Linked DNA regions of Bombyx mori: region 1 is linked to region 2. The links are chromatin contacts, called in public Hi-C maps. All regions are on one chromosome and are shown on one strand. The core of a region is the stretch at or near the end of the contact, and the rest is flanking DNA. Distances in the headings are between cores, read along the strand shown.

Region 1 (6,585 bases), core at 561-3,060, 34 kb after region 2:
AGAAGACATGGATGAAGTGTGTGAATGACGATATGAGGGAGAGAGAGAGAGGAATTAGTGTTGAGATGAAGGCTGATAGAATAGAATGCAAGAGAAAAATTAGTTGCACCAGCCCTAGTAGTAGTAGTGGAATAAGGTGAAGAAAAAGAAGAAGACTTCTAATTGCATCACCTATATAACTCTTTTTTCTACACTATAATACAATTTCCTTAGCTCGACCAATCTGTATAATAGAATCTTGCACCTTACGTTTCTTTTACACATATCAAGGATCCAATAATTTTATTCATTATTGTCTTATTAACAAATACCATCAGAAAGAAGAAATATTTTTGTGACTACTTCATCAGAATTTATTTCAAATTGATACATTAATATTTCAGAGATATATCTTATGTGTGATGATTATACGTGGCAATATCTTACAATCCCTTGTCAATTCTCTTCATGTTCTCTTTCATACCAAAAAAGTCATAAACTGCAAATAAATGTCCACCAATAACAAAAAGGATAAATGCTTCTTGATGCTTGGCAACTACCCATTCATCACACTAAAATTTTTGTGAACAAGTTGACAATATTATTTGATTTTAGACTATATACAAAACATGTTTATGATCATTTAAATGAAACATCACTCACTTTGTAACTTTGTTAGGGTTTTGAGAAATGTTTTCACTGCAATTAATCCAATACATTATAATATATTGTGTGCATATTTAATGCGAAAATCCAAAAATATATTTTCACATTAAATGTGCCCTTAATGAGAAAATTGTTAAGAGAAATTTTTTAGATAGTTAATAGTAATTTATGTACTGTTTTATTCCTCAATTAAAAGATATTAGGTGTTTAGGAATCAGAGATTTAATGAAGTTCAATGATTTAAGCTAATATTTGTTTTATTTACAATTATAAGAATACATAAAGTATGCCAAATTCAAAAATAATTACTATGAGATTTCTATTGATATACCAGTTTACTTCTTGTGCCGTGAAATTAATGTGTGTTTATATATTAATAACCCCAATAAGTGCTTAGTAATATATATATTGCTGATATTGCACAATTGGTGTGGAGTGATAAAGCATGAATATTTACAACATACATTATTTAACAGGTGATAATTATAATTGTTGCTAGATTTTAAAAAAAATGTAGTACATGGTCCCTTAATTATTTGTTTTGTTCAATTTCTTTTTTAAATTTAGAAAATTGAATAAATTATAAATTTACTTTTTTTTTCGTAATAGATGTAGTAAGTAAATCAAAAGTTAATGAGGCGCGTGTCTTGCTATAAGTCGTATGTATGTAAGCTGTGTTTGGAAGTAAACATTAGGGTCAGGCGAAATAAAACTGAAAAAATGGAAACCATGTTCAATACTCATAAAACGTCTAAAGAAAATTTCTGACGAAACTGAATTACAAAATCAACAAGTAATAAAAATAATCCAATCATTCAACTTACAGTTCAATGGTTTCATACGAAACTAGAGTCCGACGAATTCACGAACACCTACACATTAAACTGTTACACTATTCATAAAACCACAACGTATTAAATTTTTTAACTCTTACTGTATATAATAAAACACGGGAAGAATTAATTCCTGTTGGAACACAATAATGGAACACGTATGCCGTCGAGTGATATCAACGGTGGCGAGACTTTCAATCGGCCATTGCTCGCCGCTCCCGTCTAGGTAGTTAAAAGACAACTGACATGTTGAGTAAATCGTGACGACGTGACAATGACAATTGACATTTATGATCACAGATTATTTGAAGAAACAATACATAGAACAAGGTATGTCAGCTGTTCTTTAGTGCTAGTACTTATACCATCTGCCTTAGTATTTAATAAAATAAGAGTAAAATTAATACAAAAAAAATTGTCTCCCGAAGTTTAAGATACACATTTACAAATACTCCAAAATTATGTATTCAAAATTTTTATTGTAGTCATGTACAAAAGTTAGCAATGCCTACCTCCGAGTCATCATCATCGTCATAATGAATACCTCCGAGTATTCTTGTGAAACCACGTTTGAACAAAAAAATGAAAAAGTTTAGTTTTGAACGCCTTAGGATTTTTGAAGTGAAACTTCCTTATCGGCGTTGGAAAAAAATTTACCGTCACATTTTTCGGTTACGCGTCACTTTTTTCCGTTACGCGCCATCTGTTTTGTATTCATGTCTATGATAATAAAATCCTTTTGTTTAAACTTTATCTAATTTAACTTTTTTGTATTCATGTCTATGATAATAAAATCCTTTTGTTTAAACTTTATCTAATTTAACTTTATTTAACCAATTTCTAGAAAGTTGCATGTAGATCATTTTTCGAAAAATAAGGCCATAAACAAGTTTCACTTCTTACGTGTGTACACTAGTACACGCACACATTTTTTTGTTTAGTGCTGGCATTGTCAGTATTCCACCAAAATCACTTGGTTTCCGGCTATCAACAGCTCCCTCTGGCATGAACGTTACAATAACAGCTTAAATAGAAAAAAAATCGTCAAACATACAACTAATTAGGCAATCTCTATTTTCAGACGAATCATAAAAAAACTCCATAATAGAATAAAATTAAAACAAAAAAGTATTTGCGTGAATGGTGATCGCGCACCGAGTGACAGCTTTTTTATGACTCCCAGAAGGTGATCCGACAATATACTAACACCGGTCACTCACATGCTCACGAATACGCAAACCCGCAAGTGTGGGACGACATTTGCGAATGATTATGCAAAGTTTTCGCTGCATTCGTGGTTTTCCAAGCTGTGTCGGTTTTTTAACAGACATCAAAGCGCGCGAACCTCGAACCTTCGCGTAGTCTCCCACACATTCGCTTGCCCAGTTGCGCCGACGATTGCGAAGGTAACGGACGTATACTATACGCCATTTTCATAGTTCGGGACGTCTACTGTGTAGCGTATCTTCATCAAAAGAAATCCCATAAAAACAGCATGGCTGTTAATGATGTCTGGGAAAGAATTAAAAACTCTTTTTCTCTTCAATGTTCTATTGACGAATTAAAAAGGAGGAGAAATTCGTGAGACATTCGTAAACAAGTGTAGAAGGAAGCGCAAACGGGTTCGCAAATTGAGTATGCGAACCCATTTGCACAGCCGCGCCGCTAGGTTTGCGAATAAATGTTTGACGGCCCTTCACATGCGCGCAAATATTCGTACATTGTACGAATGTCAGTGGCCGGCATAAAGGTCGCGGGAATCCAGTGGATGTTATCTGTAATGGACCCCTGTGTCCAGAAACCGACGTTTGTTGGTCTCATGATAAAGAAGATATTGCTAATAAATAGTAATGCAGTGTAATTTAAAAAATGATGTATATTTAACAGAACGTGTATTCAACAGTCTTCTGACAATATTTAAATTATTAAGTCATAATGGAACGTTTTAACAACATGAAGTTCTCGAAATGCTCCCATAATTATTTAATTTTCAAATCGAGAAAGCTGTGTGTGCTACTCTCCCTTTACCAGTTCAATTGAAAAAATCAAACCGAAAACGAAGATGTTTTGAAAAATTTGAAGTTTGATTATTTTGTTCAACTGAGAACTTTGTTGGGAACTGGCATGATAAATGGCGAAATTATGTACTGGAGCATTGGCGTATAAAGCTTTAAATGGCTTGGTTTGTGTTTACAAACCACCATGTGTCACCATTAAACAAGTGCAGCATACAATTATAACTCATTTATGTAGAGGTTAGTTTTCTAACTAATGTTAAATCTCACGTATATAACTAAACAATATTATACACCTCACCTAGATTTACTTTAATCGTAAACGAATATAAAATTTAAAGATTTTGAATTCTCGATGTCAAAGATATTAGTTGACGAGAGACGATCTGACCATAAAAATGACCAAAGCCCATCCAAGTTGAAGCAAAACTATTTTTTTTCCAGACTTGAATGCATTACCAAATGGTCCTCAAGAGAAAAGAGTGGAGATTATAGGGGCCACAAACGAACCGATGAGTGTGTGTTTGGTGCCTAACTATGCAGACAACCCTCTAGCCTGTGGTCCTAGGTTCATAAACGAAGACTTTCGCTGCAGCTGGGCTACTCATTTAGGGTTCTTCAGCAGTGGAGTTCTGTGTAAGTTAACATTTATGTGAAGAAACCTACCTCGAATACAATGTTACTTTTTTAAACTTATAACACACTAAAAATTTGAGGTTCTTTTCAAATGGTGTCCAACCAGGAAATTTGTTCACTTGTCTGAGATCAATGACAACATAATAACTTAATTAGCTTGGTTTATTGAGATCAGGCTACCAACAAAACATATATAAATATAAATTAGATATATATATGTATTAATTTAACTTCTTTTGGTTTGTTAGTGAAAATTTTTTTAGAGAAGAAAATATTTCACTATCACTATATAATTTCACTAAGTGTGACAATTGTTATTTTTTTGCTTTTAGTGTTAGGCATTAATGAAGGTACAAAACTGACCTATCTGTTGAACACAGCAAGACTCCCAAGAGCATACAAACTTCATGGGCAACTTGGTAAAGCTACTGACACATATTTTTGGAATGGCAAGACTGTTGAACGTTCTATGCACAAACACGTTAGTCGAGAGAAGATAGACAGAGTAGTTGCCCATATGCAGGCAGCACACCAAAAAGCTATGTATGAGTAAGTATACATAAATTAGATGTGTAAAATCTTCAGGATAGATTCTTCAGCATAAATTACAAGTACAAATTTAACCGTCACTATTTACAACTTGACTAATGATCTAGTCCAGCCATTCCATTCTGTTTTTATTATAAGCATGAGTAAGCAGATTAGCAGTAGCCACTGATACACTAGATGCTTGATCATTATATATGAAAGTGAAAGCCTGAATATACCTACACCACATTATCAAAGTACATAAAAATGAAATTAAAAAATAAAACAAGCAGATAAAAAGTGTAATTTTCATTTGCATATACTGACAACACTAAGTTTGTCCATAATTTCTTTTACCTTTCAGGTTATCGGGTGTACACATGGATTCTCAGACAATGTATGATCTAGCAGTAGAAGGACCAATCAGACCGGCTAACTCCAAAATTCCAGTTCTCTATGGCATCAAATGTGTCCATTTTGATTCACCTAATTTTACTTTAGGTTGTATTACAATTAACTTTTAAATCATACCACATTGTTTATATTTTACTGCTTCACAAGGAGAAAAAAGCTCACATGATGTTAAATGGTTACCTGGGCCCATAGATAGCTCAATATAAATACCACTACCCACCTCAACATTTCTCAAATGATTTGCAAAATGACCTTCCCACTCTTTAAGATGGAATTGCATTACTCCTTCACATCTAAAATAAAGAGAGTGCAATAATACCTAGCCATATGAACTCACTATACACTGCACTACTGTCTGGAAGGATCATATTTTTGTTCTGGTTGTCTAAGAGCACAAAGGAGATCTTTAACTCTTTATGTTTCAAATATTGAAATACAATAAGCCTTATTTGTTAGACAGAAAGGGCAGATACTAATCCAAAAATATAACAATTTTTAGAGATACATGCTGTCAATGAATATGAAAAATACCTGTGGACTCTAGTTCATGACCTTGGAGTACAACTAAAGACATCTGCTCACTGTACCGGAGTACAATGCATAAGGCAAGGAAAATTCGATCTTGAATATGCATTATTGAGGAAGCATTGGAAATTAGAATATATTGTTGATAATATGAACAGATGTCGAAAGGTCCTAGAGGAGAATGAAAACCTAATGAGACCTATTTCAGCAGTGTTGAGCATTTAGATGGTCCTTAATGAAGGAAAGGTATTTGGTAATTATAGTTTGGCTGTGTCCATTGTGTCAATAATTTTTTTAAGGACAGTCCACTCTAACTTGAGCATTAACCAAAGCATGGACATTACAACTGATATGCCACAAACTATCTTAAGACATGAAGTTAAAGTGTTAATTTAAATGAACAATGTATATAATTGATTACATTTACATAAAACAAAATCAAAAAGCATTTTACCACATTGAGAGCTGTAGTTCTTGAATCATGCAAGATTATTACTTCTTTGTAGAATTAATTCACAAACTAATCAGAGACCTAAGTAGGTAAACCACTGTACATTTGTAAATAAATTTCTAAGTTAATGAAAAGGTTTTTATTAAATAAATATACCTTAAAAATAACAAATGAACACAGAATCGTAAATGCTGGTGGTTTCCAATTTTTTTAACCAAATTTAAACAACTTTTTATTATTAAACAACTACTAAATAATAAGATAGTCCTGCAACTAAGTAGTAATTTTTTGTGTATCTTAGTTACTTGAAGTAGTTGAGGGTGATGTTTTCGCTTGTTTTTCCATCTGCTCTATTCTTTTATGCCTTATCATATTCGAAAGAATACCATCAAAAGAAGTTGTCTTTTTCTTAGCAGAACCTCTCAACGTGTCTTCCCCTTCCCGTCTTACCCGCAGCCGCAATGAACTAACCTCATCCATGAAATCAAAGTCTGACTTTTCTTCCCGGATTGGCGATTGAGGTAACTCAGGCTGGTTT
Region 2 (6,619 bases), core at 186-2,685:
GAAAACGAAGGCTGAAGACATTCAGGTTGTAGTTGTATGCGATACAAAAATTTACATTTTTTTATTGCTTAGATGGGTTGACAAGCTCACAGCCCACCTGGTGTTAAGTGGTTACTGGAGCCCATAGACATCTACAACGTAAATGCGCCACCCACCTTGAGATATAAGTTCTAAGGTCTCAGTATAGTTACAACGGCTGCCCCACCCTTCAGACCGAAACGCATTACTGCTTTACGGCAGAAATAGGCGGACACCTAACCTACCCGTACGGACTCACAAGAGGTCCTACCAACAGTAATTATATACGCAAATTATTATTTTTGCGGGTTTGATTTTTATTACACGATGTTATTCCTTCACCGTGGAAATCAATCGTGAACATTCGTTAAGTACGTATTTCATTAGAAAAATTGGTACCCGCCTGCGGGATTCGAAAACCGTTGCATCGCTAGATACGAATGCACCGGACGTCTTATCCTTTAGGCCACGACGACTTCACATTTACTTTATACAGTTCACGCGAGCATCGCGCGAGTGCAAAACCGGGATTTAAAAGTATGATCGCGCACATAGCGCCAGTGAAAGTAAATCGTTGAGTGCGTTGCAACGGTGCACCGAGATGGATCTTGATGCAATTACCGCTGGTAATGAAACGACGTCGCGCGAAAGCACGCCCCTTTCACACGGGAAACGATTACTTACTGCGACTATCGTACAGAGTACCAAAATGGAATCTTACTATCAAAATTTAAGGTAATAACTATTTTTAGCACAAACTCAAGATCCGGGGCAGTCCATCATTGGAATCACCGAAACCACATTCAAATTGGCTTCCAAAATGTTGGTAGGTCTGGTCAGAGACTCGTATTTTAAAGCAGTGGGGTCTCCCGCGAAGCATCATCATCTTTCTTTCCTGTTACCCTCTGCTGGGGTGTAGGGCTCGAATCAAATCCTTCCATTTACATCGGTCTTAAGCAGTCTGTTCCAGCTCCTCCCACGTCATGCCCAAGAGACCTAGCTCCTGCTCCACCGAGCGACGCCAAGTTGTTCTGGGGCGCCCTCTCTTCCTTCTGCCAGACACTTTCCAGATCAGTGCTCTCTTTGATAGGTGGGTGGATATGTGACCAATCCAATGCCACTTCCGCGTAAGGATCTCCTTCTCCATTGGTGTCTGCTTGGTGACGCATGGTGAAGCATGGAGCACGTATATTACTTTTTATAATACGTTACACTACTTAACTCTGTGTAAAAAATATTAACGCGATTATAACTTTTAGTTTTCAGCTAGCCTCCATTTTAGGGCACGATCAACAATACATCAGTAAAATCAAAATATAAAATAGCGTTGAAAATTTTAATGTTACAATGTAACAATGTTATACCAATTTTAGACGTTATCAGAATAGCACGACATACAGAAACTGCAACATACGATGATACGCCTACATTTTGTAAATTAAATTTAAACGAAGCTTATCATATCTACCTACCTACGGATTCAATATGGATGTTGATTCATTTTCATTTTTATCAATACATTTTTATTTTTTTTAATTGAAAAACCTATATCGTTCCATTCATAAATGACTGAATTAGAAAAACATTTTAAATTCGATGGTGGAATAATTGAAAAATAACAAAAACAATGCATATGACATCATCGCCGTCATTATGCGGGTGTGTCCGTGGCATCCACTCTTCATTATTTCCTCCGTTATTGAAAATTTACTACGTTATTTTCTTTTTTCTTTTTGTTGATAGCAGATCTTACGAAATACTTTAACTTATTTCGCTATTGACAAAGTAAATATTACATAAAAAGATTCCAATTAATCGTGCATTTGTTTATTGTGAATGAAATATTGAAACGTCTTCATCATTATGAAATGTCATCTACTCGTACCACAACGGCAAGCATTAACGAAAACAGCATCAGTCTGGGCGGCCTCGTGTGCCCTTGGACAACTATATTTAAAGTAAAACTAAAACCATTTATTAATCGTCTGATCCATTTTACATAAAGAACAAAAGAGGTGTGTGAAATAACATAAATAGTGGCGCTAGACAGCCGCGGCTCCGCCGGCGCCGTAAACAAATATGAACATGAATAGATTGCATGAACCGTCCATACAACATCCAGACATTTAAAATCACTTCCAGAATTTTTAAATTGACGTGGGTGGACAGATGATTCTAACATTACTTTCGCTGTGACGTTGTGGCTTGAGATCGAAATCTCGATCAGGTTTTTTAAAATAACGACCATCCTATTCCTCAAGATAGAACACAAACGATTGCGGTCCCTAGTGATTTCTTATGTTCTTTTAGGTTTTCAGGCACAACAGAGAAACCAGCTTTTTTTTCTATTTAAGAGACTGGTCAAATGTTTTACTTTCCCTTCTCCTCTAATGTCCGTTCTATAAACACCGCTCACATGGGTCTAGTTATTTTGTGGCTGTACGAGAAGTGGATATTAAAATAAATCTTTAGTGAGTCGTCATGCCCTCTCTCCTCTTATTTTTAAACCAATAAGGTAAAAACTATTGATATCAAAGCACAAAAAAAATATTCAAAAAATCAATCACCGATATTCAACAGTTTTGTTCTCTAAATATGTTTTGATATAGTTTTTGAAATATTTTCATATTTATTGATCATTCCCGTGATGGTTCTTTTAAAGTTTTCAGTGATTTCGCTCAATTGTTTAACATTCAACGGAGACGATAGCGTATGCACGTGACAAATTCCACATAAGAATTACAAAAGCACACAAACTATTTGCAGAAGAAAATTTATACATCATTAGCACGACTCAAGTTTGTTTGAAAGGTGAAAATTATTTAATATTTCGCACGGTAAATGTTGCCTCTTAGTGCAATTTTTTAACGTTCTCGATAACGTAAAAGTTAACTCAAATATGTATGCAGTTGGAACAGCGCCCCTAGCGGCAAATGTTGCAAATCCATACAAATTATGTTATATACTTTACATACGTTAAAAAAATTCTCATTAAGCACACTGATGTCGCGATTGGAAACTCGCCCGTGGCGCCCGAGCGCAATGCCAAGATCACAGTCAAGGAGCTGCCATCGTTGCCAACTCTTTCCAATAAGGGGCTGCAACAGCTGCCAAATCTTTTCAGGGCACATTTGAAGAAGGACAAGTAACGGTGCTCTTGGGAAACAGAGTTCTTCCCAGATTTATTAGCATTATAGACGCCCTACCAATTTCTGCCACAAAGCATTCGTAAATTTCAATTTTAAGGATGGTCTTTATTTCAATGTTAATACGAATTCAATTCTTTCAACTTAAATCTGTTAATCTAAAGCACATTCAAATATTTCACGAAATTACTCATTTAACCAATTGATATTCAACTGGGAGTACTCGTATGCGTCACTATATCCGGATCACGTCTAATTATCACATCACATTGTATTTATTAGGTAGCATCCTGTCATTTTCCACCTCATCGCAATTTAATCAAAGTTTCGTCAAGTTTAGCCGTAATCTGCCTCATCCGTTCCGTGCCCTGGTCTCCAAGGCTGGTATATCCATTAATCCAGTCAATTGTATAGCGGAGACAGTATGGAGCCGGCTGATGGCCGGACGACTGCGCATTCCACTCGTCCCCTCGGTAACTAGTCATTTCCACTGCGTCCGCTCCATTGCAACTTGTGCCAGTTCGTTTTAACCTAGTTTGGTTATTAATTGACTTATCGCATTTTCGTGTGAACTATTAAGAAGAAATGTTTAGGCAGTTTTACACTGGATAGCCTACAAACAGACACAGCAACCGTGTTACCTAAAATTTATCAAAAAGGTGGGTATATTGTAATCATGTTTCCAATCGATAATCCTATAACAACTTTGACTATATAAACAAGGCAGAGTGGTAGTACGTACACGGGTGGGTATACCCTTTGATATTGGAAAGTATTTATTCTATAAAAATTTCATCCTTCCCCCCCTTTCACGACCTAAATTTCATCCATAGTTTATCTCTATGATATACAAAAATAGAGTCTCTAAATATCAGATCACAAGGCTCGCTGGTTTAGACTGTGGATTCTTTGTTCGTTTTTCAGTTAATGTACTGATTGCTTTATAGATTACACTTTACAAATACGTTACAATCGCCGCATTAAAGACGAGCCAGGTTAGTACTTGTATTAACATCCAGGAGCCGCTCACACATTTGTAAGTGTCAATTGTTCATTTTGAGTTACCGGAGCTACTTATTTTGCTATTATTATTACCTATTCAATGACGTTCTACTCGATATCGATTTATACCGTCAATGAGCGGTTTCTAATAAGACCCAAATCGTTTATTTGATAAATTTCAAATAACTGAAATGTATTGTTTAATAATTAATCCTAACTTCAGTACACTGTATAAGTAAGTAAATTTACGACGAAGTTTATCAGGACCGTGGCAACTTCCGTTCAATTAACCTGAATGTGATAAGCCTTTAATCCACGAAAGCGTTTAACGAGTGCTCATCATTTAAATCAAACAGTATACTACCGGTGAGGCTAAAAGAATGGCGCCTCGTGTGTAGTATCGTCGCTCGATACTAGCACACTATTATTTTAAAAATATTCCTATCATGTATTAACGCATCGTAATCATAACTCTGAGGGGTACAGTGTAGACATAACAAAACATTACCAATTTTGCTCAGTTCTAAACTTTTTTTTTTATTGCTTAGATGGATGGACGAGCTCACAGCCCACCTGGTGTTAAGTGGTTACTGGAGCCCATAGACATCTACTATGTAAATGCGCCACAGACCTCGAGATATAAGTTCTAAGATCTCAGTATAGTTACAACGGCTACCCCACCCTTCTCTAATTGTTACGGATTTATTTGATTCTATTTTATTTCGTTTATCTAGTTTCAGATTCGTCTGCGACACGACTTGCTCGTTCGCCTATGTTGAAATAAAAATTAAGTCAAAATAAATCCCTTAAATATTAATAGCTGCACTTTTAACAGATCTATCTTTATACTAAACACACAGTATATATAACAGTACACGATAAAAACGTTAGTTAAGAATATTTTACTTTACTTGAAACAGGTCACGGCGCGCGGCCACTAAAGGGTTTTTAATTAAAGCCTTCAAAATTTGCGAAAATTATATTTGTTTATAAAACCTTCATCAGTTTGGTCATTAGTCTTCTTTCACAAATTGGTATGATGGAGAACGACTTTAATTATTTTATACTAGTAGTATGTAGTAGAACCAAGTAGGTTAGTTTATAAGGCATGATCCTTTAAAATAAAATAACGACAATATATTTCCGACTTCACATTATGTATATTAATGTGCCCAGAGTGTTAACATTAGCTTATAATCTTTTTTCTTGCCCTCTAATTTTTTTTATATCTATGTACTTATTCAAAACATCTTGATTTACATAATAAAATCCTTTGGATACTTCGATTGAAAGCGATGAAAGAAAAAAAACATGTCTAATTAAAAGCGTATGGTACTGCCGATGTTCCAACCAAGTGAAGGACTTTTCTAATAGTAGGTGACGGCGTTCGCGATCTGACGTAGTGCCTTCCAGTGACAGCTTAATAACAAAAGGCCCGTGGGATCGTTGCCTCAAAAATTGAAAGCTATGACGTACTACTCCTTTCATCTTTTTTTTCCCTACGTTGGCAATCTATGGCCATTCCAGCTACGCGCGGATCGGTAGGCGAGCTCACGGGTTCAACCTGAAAGAATTGCTAACAATGACGTTAGCAAAAGCAGTGCTGCGCCGAATCTACTATCGGATCGGAATCGCGACCCACAGAGAAGAACCGGCGAGAAACCAACTGAGTAAGTTCATCAAAAAACTATTTTTTCTGCGAACTAAGTGCAATATTTCCGAAAACACAATAAACAATAGATTCTTAACAACATAATTATAACTACCTTCATGCTTTGAGTTGAAATTAAAAAAGCGTTTTGAGGTTATCAACAAACTTCCAGGAGAACAGAACGCATCGTCTTAGACATTCGGCTGGGCATCGATAGGCAGTGCGCGATGCCACTGAGCCGCGCGTGTGTTGTTTCGTGCCCTCCTCGAAAAACGTCGGTCGTATTGCGTCACCGATCTGCCACTAGAGCAATCGTAACGTAATAATTATGAAAGACAATCACTGATTACATAGCTATTTAGAGCCGTTTAGCAATTTATAACAGGTACGTTTTTTTTTCTTCTTCTAAGAAATGTTTAAAGATTGTGTCAGATCGATTGGGTACCTTGCACGCGTCGAAAGTACAATTTTTGGATGTCTAGTACGAAAAGAAAAATTGCATGACTTAAGTTAGTGTTCTAAAGTTTGGTTAACAAAGAAGGAAATTTTTTTGAGGATTTTTTATGCAAACTTTGTTTTATGTGATGTTATAAAATGCCATAAGCTCAACTTTAAAAAAAAAAATTGGTACATTTATAAACAGCTTAGTGGTAAAGGATCAAGATCCGAAGTTGCTTAACGAGTTTTGGAGAGGACTTAATCACAAGGGAAAAGCAGAACAAACCCAAATGGTTCTCTACATATATTCGGAACAGCGCCTAAGTAGATAGAGATAGTAAATAGTCAAAATATTATTTTAATT

Evidence for each region. A called contact is a pair of places that touch in the nucleus more often than the background predicts.
Region 1: a Hi-C map of whole pupa shows a contact between it and region 2, with 2.4 times the contacts expected there. The contact joins the promoter of LOC101745243 here to the enhancer-like site in region 2. A contact is called at or near these places in 3 of 7 Hi-C or Micro-C datasets (all in whole pupa).

What each region holds. Positions count from the first base shown.
Region 1 is chr15:541,500-548,084 of ASM3026992v2, forward strand. LOC101745243 reads right to left here and starts at 1,811. Exons shown (of 13, transcript XM_038015819.2): 1 at 1,470-1,811. It overlaps LOC101740103 (pseudouridylate synthase TRUB2, mitochondrial), which reads left to right and starts at 3,261. Exons shown (of 5, transcript XM_004928652.5): 1 at 3,261-3,733; 2 at 3,938-4,129; 3 at 4,462-4,678; 4 at 5,022-5,158; 5 at 5,571-6,181. The coding sequence starts at 3,610. The coding sequence ends at 5,821. It overlaps LOC101739971 (PAXIP1-associated glutamate-rich protein 1), which reads right to left. Exons shown (of 1, transcript XM_004928651.5): 1 at 6,172-6,585. The coding sequence ends at 6,345.
Region 2 is chr15:507,731-514,349 of ASM3026992v2, forward strand. The region is part of intron 2 of LOC101745243; the gene reads right to left. Among protein-coding and RNA genes, the nearest start is that of LOC101745243, 32 kb to the right of the region's middle. Within about 2 kb of position 1,436, at least 3 of the 8 cell types and tissues checked have open chromatin away from gene starts, as enhancers often do.